Regions from separate parts of the Sus scrofa genome. Here region 1 is linked to region 2. Evidence: chromatin contacts called from public Hi-C data. All regions are on one chromosome and are shown on one strand. Each heading gives the region's core, a stretch centred on a gene start, on an enhancer-like site or on the middle of the called end of the contact. The rest is flanking DNA. Distances are from core to core; before and after follow the strand shown. Region 1 holds the start of ZFYVE9 (zinc finger FYVE domain-containing protein 9). Region 2 holds the start of ORC1 (origin recognition complex subunit 1).

What was found. A called contact is a pair of places that touch in the nucleus more often than the background predicts.
Region 1: a Hi-C map of mesenteric adipose tissue shows a contact between it and region 2, with 1.8 times the contacts expected there. The contact joins the promoter of ZFYVE9 here to the promoter of ORC1 in region 2. A contact is called at or near these places in 1 of 5 promoter capture datasets (liver) and 10 of 47 Hi-C or Micro-C datasets (alveolar macrophages, embryonic fibroblasts, fetal heart ventricle and 6 more).

Annotation. Positions count from the first base shown.
Region 1 is chr6:160,073,017-160,075,749 of Sscrofa11.1, reverse strand. It overlaps ZFYVE9 (zinc finger FYVE domain-containing protein 9), which reads left to right and starts at 1,275. Exons shown (of 18, transcript XM_021096648.1): 1 at 1,275-1,605. It also overlaps the pseudogene LOC110261408.
Region 2 is chr6:159,817,926-159,820,879 of Sscrofa11.1, reverse strand. It overlaps ORC1 (origin recognition complex subunit 1), which reads right to left and starts at 1,578. Exons shown (of 17, transcript XM_005665420.3): 1 at 1,251-1,578. PRPF38A (a long non-coding RNA gene) reads left to right here and starts at 1,628. Exons shown (of 10, transcript XR_002345201.1): 1 at 1,628-1,970.

The DNA of each region.
Region 1 (2,733 bases), core at 26-2,525, 260 kb before region 2:
TTTTTAATGCACCCATCTTTCCATAGGAAAACACACACACACACACACAGATTTTGAAAGAAAAAGATGAGAAAAATCTTGAATTTAAGGACTGAGGGTGTTTCGGAATCAACAGTAATAGGAACTAACATTTATTGAGTAACTTCCATGGGCTAGTTCCTTTGCAAAATTATCTCCAATCTTTGCAACAATCAGCAAGGCAGGCATCAGAAAATCGAGGTTCCTAAATATTATATAACTTGCCCAGGATCATAAAATTAAACACAACAGAGCTGGAATTGGTGCCTCTGCCAGGATCTGTCTGCCACCAAAGACCCTGCTCATTCTACTACATACTTAATGATAAAATCATGTATTTGGAAAAACTGGGGACCAGAGGATTTGAACAATTTCTCTTTCCCTCTTTTCCCTCTGAGAGCCTTTCTTTTGTTTTTGGTTCTGATGTTTTCACCCTAGAGTTTGAGTGGGATCGAATATAGGGTACCTGTAAAGAGAATGATTCCACAGCCCCCACAATATAACAATTTCTTTCCTTTAGAGCCTTACCTGGGATGTGGAAGGGACTGGGGATGGATGAGCGGAGTGGGGGTGGGGGTGGGGGTGGGGGAGTGTGTTAGAATATGGATTGTTTTTCTCTTAATTTTAGATTGTTTATAAATTTCAGGACAACTCGTTTATTTTCTTCTCTTGCTTGTCTTATTATTATTAATTTGTTCTATTTTGGGGGAGGTTGGGTGTTAAGGGTTTGGTATCTGTTGGGAATTCCTGAAATGATTTGCCAATAGATCCAAAAAAAAGTTAAGGTCAAAGACAATTCCTTCATCTGTTTCAGGAAAGGATGCGTGGGGGGGGGGGTTGATTCTGGGTCACCCTTCTTACATCCAGACGCACTGAACGGATTACAAAGGCTACCCCTTGAATCTCGAGAGGTGAAATCCAGGAGATTCCCCTCACATCCCTGCTCTCAGGTGAAGGTCCGAGTGAGAGGAACGTTCACGTACCTTCTGGAGAGAAGGAAAAGGTGTAAAGATGCTCATGGCCTGAGGCCTAGGGAGTGGGGAGGAGACCCACTAAGGTCGGTGGGGACCGAGGGGCTTCCGGGGGGCGTCGTCGGGGGCGGTCCGGCGGCCCCAGGGCGACGCAGGGAGCCCGGGGCCCCCGCCATCCCCAGGCCGCGCTCCCTCGCGTTCCCTGCGGCTCGTGCCCGGGCGGCCGCCGCAGTCCCGGCGCCGTAGCCGGGCGTGGGGTCCAGGGGGCGCTGTGGCCCAGCGGCGCCGGCGGCAGGAGCGGCCACGGCGACGCTGGAGGCTTCGCCGAGGATCCCCGCCTGCAGCACCTCGGTCGTCCCGCTGCAGCCTCGCACCCCCCGCCCGGCTCAGCGGCGCTCCTGCGGGATCCGCGTGGCTGCGGCGGCCCGGGAGCCCGATGAGGCTCGGCGGGCGCTGGGCCTCAGCACCAGCGGCGACCACAGCCCCTTCAGGAGTGGGAGGCTTCGCGGCGGCGGCGGCGGCGGCGCCTGGGGCCGGGCGGGTGCCCTCCGGAGGAGGCTGTGGGCTCAGGGACGACCCCCCGGCCATGCTGAGGCGGCGGCGGCCGCTGCTCGAGGTGAGTGTGACGCGGCGTCGCGCGGTCCCGGGCTCGCTGGCCTTTGGCCGCCCGGGGAGGGCCCTGGCGGCGAGACCTCGGGCCGGGCGGACGGGGCGTCCTGCCGCTGCGGCCGCCTCCCCCACCCAGGCTCGGGGGCCTCAGCCCTTCCTCCCCGCGTCCCCCGGGGGGCTGGAGGCGCGTGGGGGACGAGTAGGCCCCGCGTCGCCGGGAAGCCCTTGCCCCGGCCTGGGCTCCGGGGCGGCCGCGTCTGTGGAGAGCGGGGCTGGCAGGGTCCCTGGCACCCTTCGGGTTGGCCGCGGGCCCGGGCCGAGCGCAGCCTCTTACCCTGGGCCCCGCACGTACATCCCGGAGGGAGGCAGAGGACGCCTGTTTGCAAACAGCCTGGGCTTCTCGCGCCCCAGGCTCAGTCCCGAAGAGTCCCGGGGGTCGGGGGCGGGAGGGTGAGAAAGCCGGTGCGGAAAGCGCGGGGCCCTGGAAGCCCTTGGAACTCCCTGGAGTGTCATTCACCCATCCGACTGGCTTGAAAACAACCTTTTGCGTCTTCTTTGAGGTGAAATTTCATCACCTACCGGCAGCTCATCTCTGCTGCTTCTGTTACCTTTTGCTTCTAAGCGTGGTCTGCCTCGGAGAAAGCCCCATTCCAGCTTTGAGATGTTAACGTCTCCCAGATAATACTCAAAATTAGAAAAACATCTTTTTTAAAAAAACAAAGGTCTGTTCCCCCCATCACCCCTCCCCCCCGTAAGAGTGTGAGTATTGTAATGCCTTAGTCCGTGGTTCAAAATTGTCCCCCTAAATAGATCCATAGGATGGATGACAAGAGGATTTTAAAAAGTCATGCTAACTATCCCAGTAACAGAGACCTGATGGAAATAGGACATATTCTAGATTTTAGTAATTAAGTGATTTATTTTGGTATTAATATAAAAAAAAGTTGGTGATCACGGTTTGATACCATTAAGTCAGCCCTTTGGGTATTTATGATAAATGTGGTTCAGGTTATTCTTGTTTTCCTATAATGTATGTGAAGTATGGAGGATTATTAAGTACTTATAAAACTTTTATAATCCTGAAAATATATGTTTATTGTAGAAAATTTGAAAAGTACAGAGAAGTACTGTGCTG
Region 2 (2,954 bases), core at 329-2,828:
CCCACAAAATGGGGATAATAACAGAAACTTCCTTTTATTCAACCAATTCAAAAACCATTTAATAATCATCCAAATCCAATCTGTGTTAGGCAAAACTACTCTAGGATTACTGAAGATAATTCACTCTGCCACTCCCTTATCCCCTAGGTTTATTTCTAAGGGACAGTGGTTCCTTTCTTCCTTTTTTGCTTTTTAGGGCTGCATTCGCGGCATATGGAAGTTCCCAGGCTAGGGGTCTAATCGGATATACAGCCGCTGGCCTACGCCACAGCCACAGCAATGTGGGATCTGAGCCAGCCGCGTCTCGGACCTACACCTACACCACAGCTCAAGGCAACTCCGGATCCTTAACCCACTGAACAAGGCGAGGGATCGAACTGCAACTTCATGGTTCTTAGTTGGATTCATTTCCACTGTGCCATGACGGGAATTCCTCCTTTCTTTATTTTAAAAAATTATTTGAATGTTATGAAATATATACAATTCAAACAACATTCTGCATTCAATTTCAGGGAATTAATAAATCTTCTAAAGTCCACATATTGCCCTTTGTTACATTAAAAACTGTTGCAGAGGGACTTGATAAACAAAATCTAACATCAGAAACCTCCAATGGCCATCTCAAGCACCCAATACAGCAGGGAAGAGGGTATCAGTTTTATAGAAAATTAAAATCGAAAACTGACATATCTAATCATTACAATTTTGCAGATTAGTAGCCTAGGGTAAGAATCTCGCATCTCATGACTTTTAAGTCCAATCCTTTTTTCAACTGTCAAAAATAGAAGGCCCTTTTATTCCGGGGTTAGACTAGAGAAAGTAAAGCAGGGGCCATAGCACTCTCCTCCTGGAAAGAAGGTGGATACGAGAGAGCCTAGCAGTTAAGAGCAGCTCATCTGGGACTTAGGTAGGAACTCAGGCCGCTTAGTCACGAAAAGGGACTTAGACAAATCTCTCTGCGAACTGCTACACCGTAAAATCGGATAATAACTTCTGCTGTTCCGCCTTCCCCGTGGTGCTTGTTACACTCCGCCGAAAGGAGGAAAAGATGCGAATACCATGCAGATAGAAGGTTCATATGTTTCAGGTCATTACTAGGTCTCAGGGTGCTGAGGACAAGAGCGTACATGCTTCTCTGCTGTTGGCTTCCGGCTTCCCCACTGCAAACTCGCAGTCCCCGACAGAGCAAGGGAGCCTTCAGAAATCCAAAGGTGGAAAGAAAAATGCTCCTACTGGGCTCAGAACAGTACCTGGCACTTAATAGGCGCTTAGGAAGTATCTGCTGAATGGATCAACGTCTGAATGAGTCCGCCGAGAACTCTCCCGCCCGCGGGACGCCACACTCACCGGGGGCCGAAGCTTGCTCGAGCTGGCGCAAGCCTAACGCTTCCCACCGTCTCCGCTTCAGGAGCTCATGGAGTTGCAGCAAATCTAAACTGCCCAGCTGGACTCTTCTCGCAGCTGCCAGTCGTGCAACAGAGCCGAAACTGGCGCCTAGCTAGGAATCCAAAGAAGGTGAGGAAAAGGAAATTCGCGCCAAAAGCCGAGGCCCCGCCCCTAGGCTGTCTCCACGTTCCGTCAGCAGCCTGCCCTCCGGCCCCGCCCATCTAGGGAGGGGACGCGTGACGTACTTCCGCCAACGTGCCCTGGGCCTCGGTCGCGACGCGATTCACGGAAGTTCCTGAAGCAGAAGCGATTCCGGTTTCAAGAGGATCGGCTAAGCTGTTCAGTGAGACTTCCTCCAACTTTCTCAGGCCCTCTCGGGTTGTTGTTGCTTTTTTTTAACCTGGATGTGACGTACTAAAGGAGTCGACGGAAGTAGAACCGAAGGGGTTCTAAAATGGCGAACCGTACGGTAAAGGATGCGCACAGCATCCACGGCACCAACCCTCAGTATCTGGTGGAGAAGATCATTCGGACTCGAATCTATGAGTCCAAGTATTGGAAGGAGGAGTGCTTTGGCCTTACGGGTGAGCAAGAGCGCGTCGACCCCCCCCTTCCCCCACCAGCCCTGGGCGTCCCGTGGCCCAGTTCTAACCTGTCGAATGGGACTGGTCCCGGGGTGGGGGGGGACTGGTCCCGGAGGGTGGGACTGGAGGGAATCTCAGTCTTTCAGAAAAATCTGAGTGCCCACTCTGTGCCTAGTCTTGTGTTGGGCTTTGGGGACCCAAATGGGTCTGATAGGGCCTTTATTCTGAAGGGTGTCAGTTTGGTTCTTTGAGTCATTCCATGTTTAATGGTATCTTGCTAGGTTCCAAACAGTGTTAAAAGTTCAGGGACCCTGAAGATCTTAAAGGAACGTGAATATGCCTGAAACCAAATTCATGATCTTATTATCCCTAAATCTGGCCCGTTTGCACTATTTCCACATTCCGGTCCTGGTATGAATAGAAGCTCTTCAGAGAAACCTTCCAGGCAGTCTGATCTTTGTTGAATTCTGGCTCCTTTTTTGTTCACTGTTCCACCATTGTAAGAGGAACATAATAATATCCACCTCAAAGGTTGAAGGTTTGTTCTAAGGATTAAGTGAAATAATGTATAAAAAGTGTTTGGTATGGTTACAGTATATGTTAATAGAAAGTACTCAGGAATTAGTAGGGGTGGTGCTAATTGTTACCACTGTTAACCACTCCAGTGCTGTTGTTACCGCTCCTGCCAGTTTGTCCACAGAAGATTCATACTGTTTTTATGAGTTGCCATTAAATTTTGGAGTCAAATAAGTTTGCTCCGCGGGCCTTTTCTCATTCCATAGTTTTTTCCTTAGATGATCTCCATACCACAGTTACAGCCTACATATAGATGCCTTCAAATTGATCTCTTCAGCCCAAATTTATATGAATCTAATTCTAAAACGTGCCAACTCAATATGTTTCAAAAGGCAACTCGTGACCTTTTCCCCCAACACTAGGTTACATTCCCTTGTCATATATTTTCATTGATTTCCGTATCTTTCA